Regions from separate parts of the Mus musculus genome. Here region 2 is linked to region 1. A link is a contact called in public promoter capture Hi-C data. All regions are on one chromosome and are shown on one strand. The core of a region is the stretch at or near the end of the contact, and the rest is flanking DNA. Distances in the headings are between cores, read along the strand shown. Region 1 has its middle 26 kb from the start of Vps13a. Region 2 holds the start of Gcnt1 (glucosaminyl (N-acetyl) transferase 1, core 2).

What was found. Promoter capture Hi-C pulls out the DNA fragments that hold promoters and counts their contacts.
Region 2: a promoter capture Hi-C map of pre-B cells shows a contact between it and region 1, with 4 times the contacts expected there. A contact is called at or near these places in 2 of 39 promoter capture datasets (embryonic stem cells and pre-B cells), 19 of 484 Hi-C or Micro-C datasets (the AML12 cell line, the Ba/F3 cell line, the C2C12 cell line and 11 more) and 1 of 130 datasets of targeted methods (embryonic stem cells).

What each region holds. Positions count from the first base shown.
Region 1 is chr19:16,803,299-16,810,954 of GRCm38.p6, forward strand. No RefSeq gene overlaps it. Among named protein-coding and RNA genes, the nearest start is that of Vps13a, 26 kb to the left of the region's middle.
Region 2 is chr19:17,351,342-17,358,476 of GRCm38.p6, forward strand. It overlaps Gcnt1 (glucosaminyl (N-acetyl) transferase 1, core 2), which reads right to left and starts at 5,326. Exons shown (of 3, transcript NM_173442.5): 1 at 5,216-5,326.

The sequences.
Region 1 (7,656 bases), core at 238-2,737:
TACATGCTTAAGGAGATCAAGTGATGATTAGCATATTGGACCTTTTGCATACATGTATCAAATTATCACACTGACCCTACAAATATATATAATGATAGGTCAATAAAGTATTTATAACGGTGAAAAGACTTAAGAATTGAAAGAGACTTATACTGACTTCCCATGTTACTTCATTTAGTCTTTTATAATTAATTAATTAATATCTCAAATGTTGCTTCACCCCCTCAGAGAGTCTCTTCCCCCTTCCCTCCCCTTCTCCTCTGAGAGGGTAGGCCTTCCCCCTGGGTATCATCTCTCTAAATGCCATCCCTCCACCCCAGCGCATCAAGTCTCTGCAGGGTTAGGTGAATTCTCTCCCACTGTGGCCAGACAAGGCAGCCCTATGTGCTGGGGCCTCACTCCAGCCCATATAAGCTCTTTGGCTAGTGGCTCAGTCTCTGAGAGCTGCCAAGGGTCCAGGTTAGTTGAGTCTGTTGGTTTTCCTGTGGAGTCCCTGTTCCCTTCACCATCTTCAATCCTTCCCCCAGCTTCCATAAGAGTCCCTGACCTTCATCCAAAGCTTGGCTGCGGGTATTTGCATCTGTTTCAGTCAGATGCTGGGTAGAGCCTTTCAGAAGATAGTTGTGCTAGATTCCTGTCTGCAAGCACAACAGACAGAGTATCGTTAATAGTGCCAGGGATTGGTGCTTGCCCACGGGATGGGTCTCAAGTTGGCTACTCCTTCAGTCTCTGCTCCATCTTTGTCCTTGTATTGCTTTTAGAACAGACAAATTTTGGGTTTAAAGTTTTGTGAGTGGGTTGGCATCCTTGTCCCTCCACTGGGGATCCTGCCTGGCTACAGGAGGTTTCTTAGAAAATTGGAAATAGTTCTACCTAAATACCCAACTATACCACTCCTGGGCATATACCCAAAACATAGTCCACCATAACCTGAGGACAATCTGCCCCTCTATGTTCATAGCAGCTTTATTCGTAATAGCCAGAAACTGGAAAGAACCTAGATATCCCTCAACTGAACAATGGATAAAGAAAATGTAGCACATTTACACAATGGAATACTATGCAGCTATTCATCATGAATTTTGCAGGCAAATGAATGGAACTAGAAAATGTCATCCTGAGTGAGGTAACCCAGACTCAGAAGAGCATGTACTGTGTGTATTCACTGATAAGTGGATATTAGCCATAAAGTACAGTATACCCATGATACTCCCCCATGGACCTAAAGGAGGAAGGCCCAAGTGAGGATGCTTGAGTCTCGCTTAGAAGGGGGAATAAAATAGTCATAGGAGGCAGAGGAAGGAAGGGAACTAGGTGGGAGAGGGGATGGGGAGAACAATGGGGACATCAGGATCAGGGCAGGGAGAGGCAGGAGGAAGGGCTGGAGGCCCCAGGGAGAGGCAGGAGGAAGGGCTGGGGGCCCCAGGGAGAGGCAGGAGGAAGGGCTGGAGGCCCCAGGGAGAGGCAGGAGGAAGGGCTGGAGGCCCCAGAGAATGAGGGGAAATCTGCAGCTGCTGTGCTGGGTGGGGACTGGCGGGGCGGGGCGGGGCTGGTGGGGCGGGGCGGGGCTGGTGGGGCGGGACGGGGCGGGGCGGGGCGGGGCGGGGCTGGTGGGGCTGGAGAGAAGGGGTTCTCTAGAAAGTGACACCAGAAGAAGCCACCTCCTGTAGCCAAGTCACTTCTTGCACTGGTTTCTCCTTTAGAAAAGATTGGCAGGAAGGGCTGACTGTGTGAAACAAAAAAAAAGCAAAGATTTTAATTTATTCCATGATAATTCAGTGTGCCAAACAAGGATTCTTTATTTTACTCTTAATTCTGAAGGCTGTTCCTTAATAAAAACTATAGATATTTATTGCCCCTTTAGGTAAAGATATAGCTTATTAAGACACGAAGAAATGGACGTGAAATATTTACTTTCTTTTCTGGATGACTCCCACACTCACTTAAGTCTACCCCACTTAAGATTCATTGCTACTGAGGCTCCTCCTCTTCCCTTCCCCTCCTCCCCCTCCTTCCCCTCCTCCCCCTCCTCCCACCTCTTTGTAACTAGGAGTGTACCCAAAGCACCCTTACACTTGCTAAACAAATGTATTTACCGCTTTTGAGGCACTTCTGCTGACCCCAACCTGTACCCCATTTCTGTTTTTATTTTAAGACAGAATCTCATGAGCTAGTGTAGGCCTTAAATTTATGATTCTCCTGCCTCAGCCTTCTAAATAGCAGGTTCATAGACCTGTACTACCAGGCTCTGCTGACTGCTGAAGAAGAAAAGAATGGAATGGATTTGAGTAAAAGTTATTAGTGAAAACTCCTGGATACTGTTAAGCAAAACTTGAAGATTATAAACATAAAAGGTTTTTTGAGAGTCTTTGTTATGTCATGAATGATTATGGACTAAGTGTTTTTTTTTTAATTAGGTATTTTCCTCGTTTACATTTTCAATGCTATCCCAAAGGTCCCCCATACCCACCCCCCCAATCCCCTACCCACCCACTCCCCCTTTTTGGCCCTGGCGTTCCCCTGTACTGGGGCATATAAAGTTTGCAAGTCCAATGGGCCTCTCTTTGCAGTGATGGCCGACTAGGCCATCTTTTGATACATATGCAGCTAAAGACAAGAGCTCCCGGGTACTGGTTAGTTCATATTGTTGTTCCACCTATAGGGTTGCAGTTTCCTTTAGCTCCTTGGGTAATTTCTCTAGCTCCTCCATTAGGGGCCGTGTGACCCATCCAATAGCTGACTGTGATCATCCACTTCTGTGTTTGCTAGGCCCCAGCATAGTCTCACAAGAGAGAGCTATATCTGGGTCCTTTCAGCGAAATCTTGCTAGTGTATGCAATGGTGTCAGCATTTGGAAGCTGATTATGGGATGGATCCCTGCATATGGCAATCACTAGATGGTCCAACATTCGTCACAGCTCCAAATGACTAAGTGTTTTTAAGGAGAAAAGGATGCCATGTCTAGTACAATGTATTAGAGTGGATTTGGTCTATTGCACAATTATTTCTGCACTTTGTGCTTTAAAGTCAAAGCCTTAATAGATATAAATATAGCATAGCCAGCTCTTGCTAATTTATAAAGTAAGAAACATGGCACAGGGTCAACCAGGCTACAGATTAAGTACAAGGCAGTGCTGAGAAGAGAAATCACAATGAAATTCAGTCATTAGCAAACCAGCACACATGCATGTGTGTACCTGGACAGAGGCATTGCAATGAATCCTCGTCATTGGTGCAGTCGACCTGTGTTTATAGCTGTGGGGAAAAGGAAGCGGGAATCGCCAGACCACAGTCCCTTTAGATCCCAGCAAAAGTTACATCACGGTTGTTTGGTTTTACTAAGAAAACTAAAGGAACCTAAAAATAAGTGTTAGAGGGTCATTGGAATGATGCCATGATACTTTAGAAAAGATTGAAGGTCAACTTCATTGTGGGTTGCATCCTAGAATTATGGGATCTCAGAGGCTGGAGGAGTACAGTGTGGTGGTGGTGTTTGTTTTAGGTAGCCTACCCACCATGCTTTTGTATTTGTTTGGAAGGGGCTCAACCTTCCTAATGCTGTGACCCTTTAATACAGTGGTGGTGGCCCTCAACCATAAAACTGTTCCAAGGCTACTTCATCACTGTAATTCTGCTGCTGTTATAAATCATAATGTAAATATCTGACATGTGATCCCCAAAGGGGTCATGACCTACAGGTAGACGTGCACTCTCTATGAGGACCAGCCTGGCCTTGAACTCCCAGAAATGTGCTGCCTCTGCTTCCTCAGTGCTGGGATTAGAGGCTTGCACCACTACACCTGGCTCCCACCTCGCTTCTGTATGGGAACCCCTTTCTTTTTATCTTCCCACGTTTACCTGGTCTCCAGTTGACTGTCTCCACAGTCCAGAGCTTTTAGCATTTTGTGTAAAGGTTTTCCTTTTGAACTGATCTCATTATGAGTTTCTTCCCAGCAGAGATCTGAAGTTGGTCTTTTTTGGTAACACCTGCTCACTGGCTTCTCTGGAGAGTTGATTTATGACATTTTTATGCTGGATCATAGACAGCTTCATGGGACTCATGAAAGTTACAGACGTTCATCCCAGAGAAGTGCACCGTGTCCCCCAGCTCCCTGGTGACATTTAAGTCAAGTCACCTTGCTCTAAGAAAATGGGGGCTCCCATGTGGCAGTTCCTACAGTATTTGAAACGGTGACATGGTCTTTCCCAAACACCCCCAGAGCTTTTCCAGTTACTTCTTGCCAGCCTTTCTTTGTCTCTTCATCCACTTAAAATGGGGGCACACTAAGCTCCTGCCTCATGCCAGCTGTGGGACACAGGACCAAGACACCATTCCTGAGTCTCAGAATCAGTCTGCAAGGGTGAGTCATGCCAGGGAAATGGCACTCCAACTGAATGTGGGTCTTAGGGGTGGATTCAAACCCCAGCCCTGCTACTGCTAACCACCCTAGCAGCCTGCTGTGGTCATGTGTGCCTCCTGAGGCACTGGAAGCTTGGCATTCAACGCTAGCCTGGGCTACATAACAAAGATTCTGTCTCAAGAACCAAAACCCACAACACACACACACACACACACACACACACACACACACACACACACCAGCCCAAAAGAAGAAAACATGGCATTGTAGTATTATTATTGCCATTTCTCAGATAAGGAATATAGACTTAATTATGTGTGCTTTGATAAGCCAATTGTTTAAGAGGGATAGTAGTGCATATGTTTTGATGTTTCCCAACCAATTATACTTAAAGACAAATCATTCTATATTAGAAGGTGATGAATAAATGGAACATGGGATGAGGACATCAGAGAGATCTGATAGGAGATTTGAAGATAAACAGTTGAAAATGGGGGGGCCCGGAGAGATGGCTCAGTGGTTAAGAGCACTGACTGCTCTTCCAGAGGTCCTGAGTTCTATTCCCCAAATCCACAGGTTCACAACCATCTGTAATGGAATCTGGTGCCCTCTTCTGGTGTCTGAAGACAGCTATAGTGTACTCACGTACAAAAAATAAAATAAAATAAAATAAATTAATTAAAAATAAAATTAGAGTGAGAATGTCGGGAGCTGAGGTAAGGCAACAGGGATGAGAGCCGTCGGTTCCATTCTAGGTCTACATTATAGGACCTGGTGGTCAGTTAACAGTGAGAGGGGAAAGTTAAGAAAGATGCACAAATCTGTCCCTTGGAAATTTGTCAGGTAGCGACTTCCTTGACTTCATTCGTAATTACAACAGGAAGATTATATGACGCAATATTAGGTGCAAGGTGCCTTTCTGCTACCGTGAGATTTGGAAATCTGGTCTGGAACACAGGAAGCAGCTTCCACTGCCAAGCACGGGCCTGAGCATCCTTAGGTCGTGAGAACGGGTGAGATCATCCGTGAGGGTAAGGATGGCATGGAGCAAATGAAGGACAACCAACCAAGGAGGGAGCACGGGGAACAGGGACTTCGGGTGAGAGGGAGCATCTACGAAGGACCAGACGAAGGCAAGTGGCTCTGCCTCTGATGTGAGGGAATCCTGAGTGAAGGAAGACTTCAGTATTTATTTTAAGTTACGCTCGGCTAAGGACAGAGCTCGGTGGGTAAAGCTCGTGCAGTGCAGACTGAGCTCAGGTGTAAGACTGCAGGGCAGCTACGGCTGGGCAGGAAGGCTCATCTCAAACAGGGTGGGAGGTGGAGACTGACGCACAAACTTGTCCTTCGCTCCTGTGCCATGGGGCACTTGAGCCCGCAGTCATGCACATATGGGCACGCGCACGCTCACATGCTCGCATGCAGGGCGGGTTTTAAGTTACTGCTTAGAAACAAAACCCTGGATGTCTAGTTGAGTGCTAGCCACTCTGTTCAGTGTTTACCTCCGTTTCCCATGGATTGAGCGCCATCCTCTCCATCCATCCTTGGCCAACTCTGTAGTAAGCCAAGCTCCTACCCATGCTGAGTGATGTTGCTGTGCTCTTTGTGTTGCTGTGTTGTCCAAATCAGTGGATCTTAACCTTCCTAACGCTGCGACCCTTTAATACAGTTCCTCAGGTTGTGGTGACCCCCCACCATAACTGTAATTTTGCCACTGTTATACATTGTCATGTAAATATCTGATATGCAGGATAGCTGATACGCAACCCCCCCCCCCCAAGGGTCGAGACCCACAGATTGAGAGCCACTGGTCTAGGTGTTTAGCCCTAGGCCACTGTTACCCCATTTAATCATTCAGCTATGAACTTTACAAGTCGCTTTCATTCCAAGGTAAAAGTGAATTAATTACACATCCCAGATGAAGAAGGCTATGGCTACGTTTTTGGTGCTCAAGGAGTATATTGAATTAAGTGCTCTATTCATACAGAGCCACCTTTGAAATGTGACTAAAGAGTTAACATGCCATATGGTGTGTGTGTGTGTGTGTGTGTGTGTGTGTGTGTGTGTGTGTGTGTGTGTGTTTACTTCCTCAGATCTACATGACCCTCGTTCCTTTAGACAGTGATTCCCATGCCTGCTTGGGTACCAGAGTCATCTGGGGAACCTGTGAAAAATACAAGTTTCAGAACTTTGTCTCCTATGTGCTGGATGAGATAGGTTGAGCACTGAGGTTGAAGAAAGGGAGTTGCGAGGAAATATTCCTTAGGTGACTGCAATGAAGCCACAGACCATGCACACACGGATCCCTGCCCTGAGAAGTTCTCAGTCTTCACCAAAGACACATCTGTCGTGTTGGGGTGCGTGTTTGGAACCAGTTTTTTATTGTTTCTGTTTTTTAAAATAAAACAAGCATTTTATTGTAAAACAGTGGATTTTATTCCAAAAATGTGAACACTGTAAAAACAGAGTATGGCGTAAGAGCATAATTTCCCCTAATACAGATAAAGAATAGCAGTCGGTCAATCCATCCACAGTTTTTGTGGTGTAATTACTAGGTTATCTCTTTCTCTAAAAATTAGATAATTTAAATTAGATAATCATAAATTGAAGGCTAGCAAGATTCCATTTCAAGATTAAAGAGAGAAATAATTTTTTTAAAAAAGAAACAAGGAAGAAAGGAAGTAACAAAGAAAGGGAAGGACAGGAGGAAGGAAGGAGGGACGAAGCAAAGAAGAAATTTGCCACTCAGTAAGTCTCAGGGACTCTGGGACTCTAGAAGCCAGGATTTGGAGTTAGAAATCCACTGCGGCCTTCACTAGAATCTTTGGACATTTTTTTTTTTTTTGCCTCCATTTCAGATTTTCTCATCTACAGATAAAAGTATTACTTACATAATAAAACCTTGTGGAAACTAAATGGCCTCCTTAGAACGATTGCAAGAGACTTAGCATGGCATGAAAAAATAAGTTCCACTGGAATTGATTTATAATTTTAAATATTAAAAAAAAATTAGAGCAGTTTTAGGTTCACAGCAGAGTAGAAATTATATAAAGTTCTCACGTAGTCCTTGTCCCGCCACGCACACATCCTCTCCTAGGAGCTGGGCCTCAGCAGACTGAGATATTTGTAACAGCCCATTACCTACCCTGCTACATCATTACTGCACAAAGCCTGCAGTTTACCTTAGGATTCACTTTTGTTGTGATATGAGCTATGGGATTGGCAAAATGCACAGGGGCAAGTGGTTACACCTCCAGGCTCCACCACTGTTATAGCTTTATGGCACCAACAGGGT
Region 2 (7,135 bases), core at 4,076-6,575, 550 kb after region 1:
AAACAAATGTAATGTCTCCCAGCTCAATTCTGACCAGACCAAACAAAAACAAAAGCAAACAAAGCCCCAGAAAGCACAGACAACAGGTTTTCCGCCTACCCTGAATGTGTACCTGGTTCCTATGAACACTGGCGTCCCAGCACAGGGAATGGTCTATAGCTGCCGGAAAAGACCCTTCCTCTCTGTGGAGGCTTTAATACTCAGGTCTGCAGACACTTCCATCCTAGATCTTTCTAGTTGCCAGCTTCTCCGCTCCATTTGGTTGTTTCACAAGCAAAACAGCTCCAAAGGGGAATCAACTTCTCTCCCCAACCTGGTGCCAACCTCATCAACCCTTCCACCTACCTCCCACCACCCCCCCAGTGCTTCCAGCACCATAAATGCTGCTTTCCGTACCCGAACCCACCCCACTCTCATGTCCACACCGCAAACGTCTGAGTCATCTTGCTACCCCCCGACCCCCATCAACAGTATTAGTTAATCACCACTATATTTCTGATTTCAACCACAAACCAAGTCTCATTCTCTCGCCTATTATAGTTCATCCATCACACTATTGGGTGACTGTAGGGGCACTGGGTGGCACTGTTTGCTAACAGCCACTCTACCCTCCTGGGTGGCTGAACATGAGTGCACAGGCTGAGCTACATGGCTGTCTGGATGAGGAATTGAAGCCTCTTCTCACACTGGTGCCCGACAAGGGTGCCACGAGTACCAGCAGTACCCACCCCTCAAACAGTGCCCTTCACAGCTGTGGTATGAGCCGGGCATGGTGGTGCACGCCTTTAATCCCAACACTCGGGAGGCAGAGGCAGGAGGATTTCTGAGTTCGAGACCAGCCTGGTCTACAGAGTGAGTTCCAGGACAGCCAGGGCTATACAGAGAAACCCTGTCTCGAAAAAACAAAACAAAACAAAACAACAACAACAACAAAAAAAACCCAAAAAACAAAACAAAAAAACCAGCTGTGGTATGATCATTTGACCCCCCCCCACCCCAGATCCCAGCAGTGGGTATCACCCCTACCATCACATCCCAGATTCTACAAATGACCCAAAGGCTTCATCCCAATCATTTTCCTCTTGAGCACAACACTCTTCTCCTAGAAACCTATCCCCTTACTTATCTGGTTGCTTCCTGTTCACTTTTTGGATATGTTAAATAGCAAACACAACTTGCAGCGAAAGAGATCTTGCAGGTCTCCCCTAAACCATGGAAGGGGCCCTTGCTCAACAAACAACACCCAGTGCTTTTCAACAAACACCACCACATAAGATTAGGATAACCTATGCAACTAAGTGGGTGCTTGTCTGCCTTTCTCTAGCCAACAGACTCAAGGATGCAGTGAACAGATGCAGAAACATTCACTGTGTCATGATGGTAGCTATAGACCCAGAGCCAACAATACCTGTCTCAGTAAACTCCTGCCTGAACAAGCAAGGAGGGTACCCAGCACCCCAAGGAAGGAAGGCTACTGAATTAACAAAAGAAAAGCAAATCTTGGGGGGATTTCTTAGGAATTTCCTAACTGGATGGAAAATTACAGACCAATGACTCAGGAACTCCATGAGGGGCTGCCCAGAGGAGTGGGGCCTGCCTAAGTGGAGCAAAGCCCTGGGTTTGCTCCCCGCCTGGCACAGAGAAAAACAAAAACAAGAGATTCCAGTGTTTGGTGGTAGCGCCATTGCATTTGGGGGAGAGCCACCATCCTCCATTTAGTTATGGAGAGAGCTTTATTGGAGCCAACTTCTCTTGATACACAACCTGTGTGTCCATCACAGAGGGGCCCTTAAATACTCTGTTGCCACCAGCCTAAGTTTTTTACATTTTAAACAGTCTTTCAAATTATGTACCTAGTCGTGAGTTCTACAAATTACTTCCTGAAGGAGCCAACTCCAACCAATTCCTGGATAAGAATCCACCTTTCATAGCCTGGGCTAGGCTTTTACCTCTCTGTGCTTATTGATCTAAGGCCTAAAAAGGGGTCACAATACCTTCCCATATCTGTTACTACATGTATTTTAAGGTGTCCTCTTCATTAGCTGTTGGGTTCTCAGACTACAGAACTGCACAGCAGAATGCTGTTGGCTAAACGTTGATTCTCTTCTACCATATGGGATCCTGGGATTGAAGTTAGACAGTCAGGCTGGCAGCAGGCGTCTCTTCCTGCTGAGCCACCACAATGGCTTTATTCACAGCTGATCCTGTTTGCTTGTTTTAGGAGGGTCTCTAGGTAGCCCAGGGGAACCTTTAGCCATTCATCCTTCTAGCCCAGCCTCTTGAAAGCTAGGAATAAAAAGTGTGCACTGAATATTCTTGTTTAGTTTTCTTTTGGGTTGATACTTCAGACTGTCAACTTTCTCTACTCAATATGCACGGTCAGCCGATACTTCTCTAACTTCAAAAAGCTGAGAGAAACATTGAGTATATTTTTTTTAAAAAATCAAAATTAGCTTAATAGTTCCTTTTAAAAGTATTTATTTATGTATTTATTTTGGTGCATGTGTCTGTGTGTATATAACTACGTGCTCGTGTGGGCAGCTAACGAAAGAAGCCTGAGGCGTGCATAGGACCCTTTGAAGTGGGACTTACCGTCACTTGTGAGCCGTCCAACATGGGCTCAGGAAACAGAATTCTGATTCTCTGTGAGAGCAGCAACTGCTCTTTTAACCACCAAGGCATCTCTCGGTCCCTTCGTGTTCCTTCTCCAGCTTTGAGTTTCTAATGCTAGACTCTTATCAAGTTTTACAATGGCATAAACACCTGAAATTTCTGTGGTGGTAAAACTTGGCAGGGTACAGAAGCCATTTACAGGGGATAATAACTCTCTGCACTTTGTAATTAAAAAAAAAGACTTATATTTCAAGGCATTTTAATTTACTGATAGCTTCTCTACTCGTTGGTAGGAAGTACTTAACCAATAGTCCATTGATACTTAGAGCATTTTCTATGTAGACCAACTTCAATTCTCAGAGGCCTACTTTGCTCCATAGGGAAATCCTTGGCAATGTCTGGAGCCATGTGAGTTTATTGTCACTGGCGTGGGGGGGTGGGGGGGTTGGAGCACCCAGTGGGTACAGGAATGCTGGTAAAAGTCCTGTAACGTACACAACAGTCTCCTGTCACAAAAACCATCTGGCCAAGGGCTAGGGCTACAGTGTGCTGTGTACAGTACTTGCCTGCCAGGAATAAAGCTCAGGGTTTGGTCCCCAATACCATATAAGGGGGTTGGTGGCGCTCGCCTACAATTCTAGCTCCTGGGAAGTGGGTGCAGACAGATTAGAAGTTCACAGTCACTCTGAGCTTCATAGTGAGTTGCAGGTTGAACAGACCCCATCACAAAAATAAAATCTATTTGGTCAAAACTGTCAGCAGTGCTATAAACACACATGATATTTGTCTCCAAGGGAAACCTGACAGTATCAAACCAAACCTCCATCATCAAAGCTAAGAATATAGTCCCCACAAGAATATACCACACCTGATTTACAACAGTCACCTAGGAACAAACACCCTTTCCAGCAGAGTTGGGTATTTGACGTCCTGACCGAGAACTGTAAGCACATTGCTCATTTGTTAATATGAATACTAAAAATAGACCCAGGGATCCTTATCTGTCCATACACAAGGCTGCATTACTCAGTGCAGCTGAAATACTACACAGTCCGTAGCAAACAGCAGGTGTGCTACATATGCCTGAAATTCCAGCACTCAGGAAGCCGATCCAGACTCTGATGACAGCCTGAGCTGCACAGTGAGAACCTGTCTCCAACCAACTAACAGAAAACTGCCTCTGACATTCAGGAAAGACTTTCCAACAGTACTAACTTTTTTTCCTACCACCTAATTTCCTAATTAGCCATTGCTAAGAAAGCTAGATTTCCTCCCTTTAAAACCTGAAAAAGAAAGGAAGATGGAAGGAAGGAAAGAAGGAAGAAGGAAGGAAAAAGGAAAGCAGAGATACCTGTAGCTTTCCATCTTTCCAGAACTGAAACCTTCTTCCAATCCTCTGCAGAGGGGTCCCTGTCTACTAACAGATAATTTACTCTGATCTTTAAAACAAAACAAAACAAAACAAAACTGTCTACCCCTCCTCTTCCTTTCCAGAAGACAAACCCGCCTTTCAGAACAGCTCTAAATAGGGGCAGCAGGCCAGAGGAAGAAATCATATTGCTCCCCCACCACCACTCACCAAATTCAGGTCACAGCCCCACCCACCCTCCTTCTCAAGTCAACGCACCAGTGCTCTCTCTGAACACTACCTCCTACCTACCAGTTTGCCTCTAGCTCCATTATTTGTAACAAAGCAGTTCTCTTCTGCAGCGAAAAGGAAAGATAAAGAGTACACACCAAGCTGACACTTGTTTTTTTTTGCAGAGCCAAGCTCGGATCCTCCACTGGAGGATCCTCCACAGTTGCACGGGGAAAGGGGTTGCATTTTTTTATTCTGCACTGAAAGAACTAAGACTGGGAGCAGCTATGCGCATGAGATGGACTTCTTCTCACTCTTGAGGTGTGATGGCGCTCATCTTTAACCTTGGTAGACAGAAGCAGGAAGATCTCTTTGAGTTCGAAGCCACATGAAAGAGAGAAGGAATGAAGGAGGGAGGGAGGAAGGCAGAAAAAAAAAAGAAAAGAAAAAGTAATAACCCAAGAAAAAGCAAAAACTAAAGAACTAACATGTCTAAGAAGAATTACCCGTTTTTGTAACAGACCTGCAGCCCAAGGCAAGAGGAAGAGCGGCGACTGCTTGGACCCCAAACTGGCCAGTCTGTTTGCAATCACCCTAAAGTAGTCATTCTCTGCCCCAGCGTCGGCTTCTCGGTCGGCGCTCTAACAGGGAGTCACAAACGTCTCTACACTGGCCTGTGGCCTTACGAAGTTTAAGTCTTTGGCGCCCAAGACACCGTTCGTCTCTACTTTTCATGCCTGCAACCAACCCTGATTTCTAAGCCCTCACTCATTGCACCAGTCCGGGAAAGAGTGGTCAGAAAGTGACTTCTAGATGCCACGTGTGTATCCGCGTCCCACCGAAGGACCGGAAGGAGAGTGCTAAGAGGACTCCTGCTCCATCCTAGCCGGGTTCCCGAACCAAGCGCCCTCTCCCTGCTCCAGCACCACTGCCTCCTTGGTGCAGCCCGTCCCGCCCGTTAGATCCGGTTCGGTGCTGTCCAACTCTGCCGGGCAACCCCACCGCTGGCCCAGCCTAGGTTACCTGGAGCCTGTGCCTGCAGGGCGCACGAAACAGTGCTGGATCGGCTCGCCAAGCGGATACTGGCGCGCTCAGCCTTCTGCGCTCCAGACCTCCGAGCCAGCGCCACGCCCTAGGACCCACCCTCGAGACCACGCCCCCAGGCCCACCCTTAAGACCACGCCCCCGGTTCCACTTCGCCCACCTGCGGCCACCGCTCGAGGTGAGGGCGCCCTCTGGGAGTTGCAGTTGTCCGGGAAGAAAACTAGAATCCAAACTTCCTCTTGCTTCCTAAGAATTCTTGGTTCTCTGGGCCAAGGACAAGCTACCTGGATGGGATCTTTTAAGAACTTTTATGTCTTCTTCCTCTGAAGCAGGAAATGTGCCAACTGTTGTCCTGTCTGATCTTAAAAATAAGTAAAAAGTTAAAATGCCCAACGTGTTTATACTGCATCAACTTTAGAGTCGCCCATGCCTTATCATTTTCTAGATAAACCTTGTATCTCATTTTGTGTTACCAGAATGTCAGAATTTATTGAATAACCAATATATTCACAAGCAATGTCAGTTTTTTGGTTGCAGCTTGCCAAGTAATCCTGATTTTACTTGAAAGCTGGTTCCTCTTTCGCACTTTAATTCGTAGTACTAACTCACTTTACACGTTATGCTTTACATAGTAAACAATACACAAATATACAGATTAGAGAAACTACAAGTTTGCAAGCATGTGGGTCTCAGGTGAGCATGCTTAGTGCCCCTCAAGGATAGAAGACATTATCCGTGGGAGTGTAGAAAGCAAGGCTGAGCTGTCTTGGAAGCACCAATCTGTGAAATTCACCCTCTTGGGCTGTAGATCTGAAGAGGTTGCCCCAAGGACTGCCCGCAACAGAACAGAACAGGAGATAGTGGTGTCTACTGAGTGGAACAATAACACCCCAGTTCATGCCAACTCCAGCCCCATGTGTCCTTTCTGCTAAGCTTGGCCCCTTCCTCTCTTCTATTCTAGGGGTTGACTCTTGGAAGATTGCTTTGTTTGCCTTGTCCCTGTTCCCTGCCCCTCCCCCTTTCCCTGGAGTCTTCCAGGGGAAAGCAACATCAGCTCTGGCCACCTGCAGAAACAATGAACTGGGAGTTAATGATTCCTTCCTTCAACCTCGACCCTTTCCTTAAGAGATTTCCCCTCCAGTGACAGTTTTCGCTCTCTTGCTCTAATTTTATGCAGAAAAGTAATGTTATAATGCATTCTAAGTTTAATTCCATTATTATTTTATGTGCATGGATGTGTTGTGTGTCTGTATGTTCATCACATGCATACAGTGCCCTCTGAGGCCATTGGTCCTCTCAAACTGGAGTTACAGATGGCTGTGAGTCTCCCTGCGGGTGGTAGAAATTGAACTGGGATCATCTAGAAGACCAGCCACACTTCCAGCTCCTTTTATAGTGGATTATGTGTTAGGTCTAGAACAGAGAAAGGACATGAGCCCTTTCCCACATGAGGTTTATGATTTATTTTGTCATGCACACGGAATGTCAGGATGTGACATCTGAACGTCAGCCTGTCATTTGTTTTCATGAGAAAGAGCTGTCTCCCCCATCCTTTCTGGACTAATCTGCCCTGCAGAGGTTTATCCTATGTAGTTTAAGTGTGTTTTGAGCTGTCAATATCTATAAGAATCACACACACACACACACACACACACACACACACCTCTTCCTTTTCCGTTGTGTTGTTTTCTGTTTGTTTGGTTTCAGTTGGGTACTGTAATGGAAACCAGGGACTTAGGCATGTTAAGCAAATGCTTTGATTATTTGAGCTACACCACTGAGTCAGCCTCTGACCTTCTAACTTTAATGTGCATTGTCAGCTTTTAGAATAAGTCTAAGGCTGGAGAGTACTTGTTCCTCTTGCAGAGGATTTGGGGTTGGTTTCTAGCACCCACATGG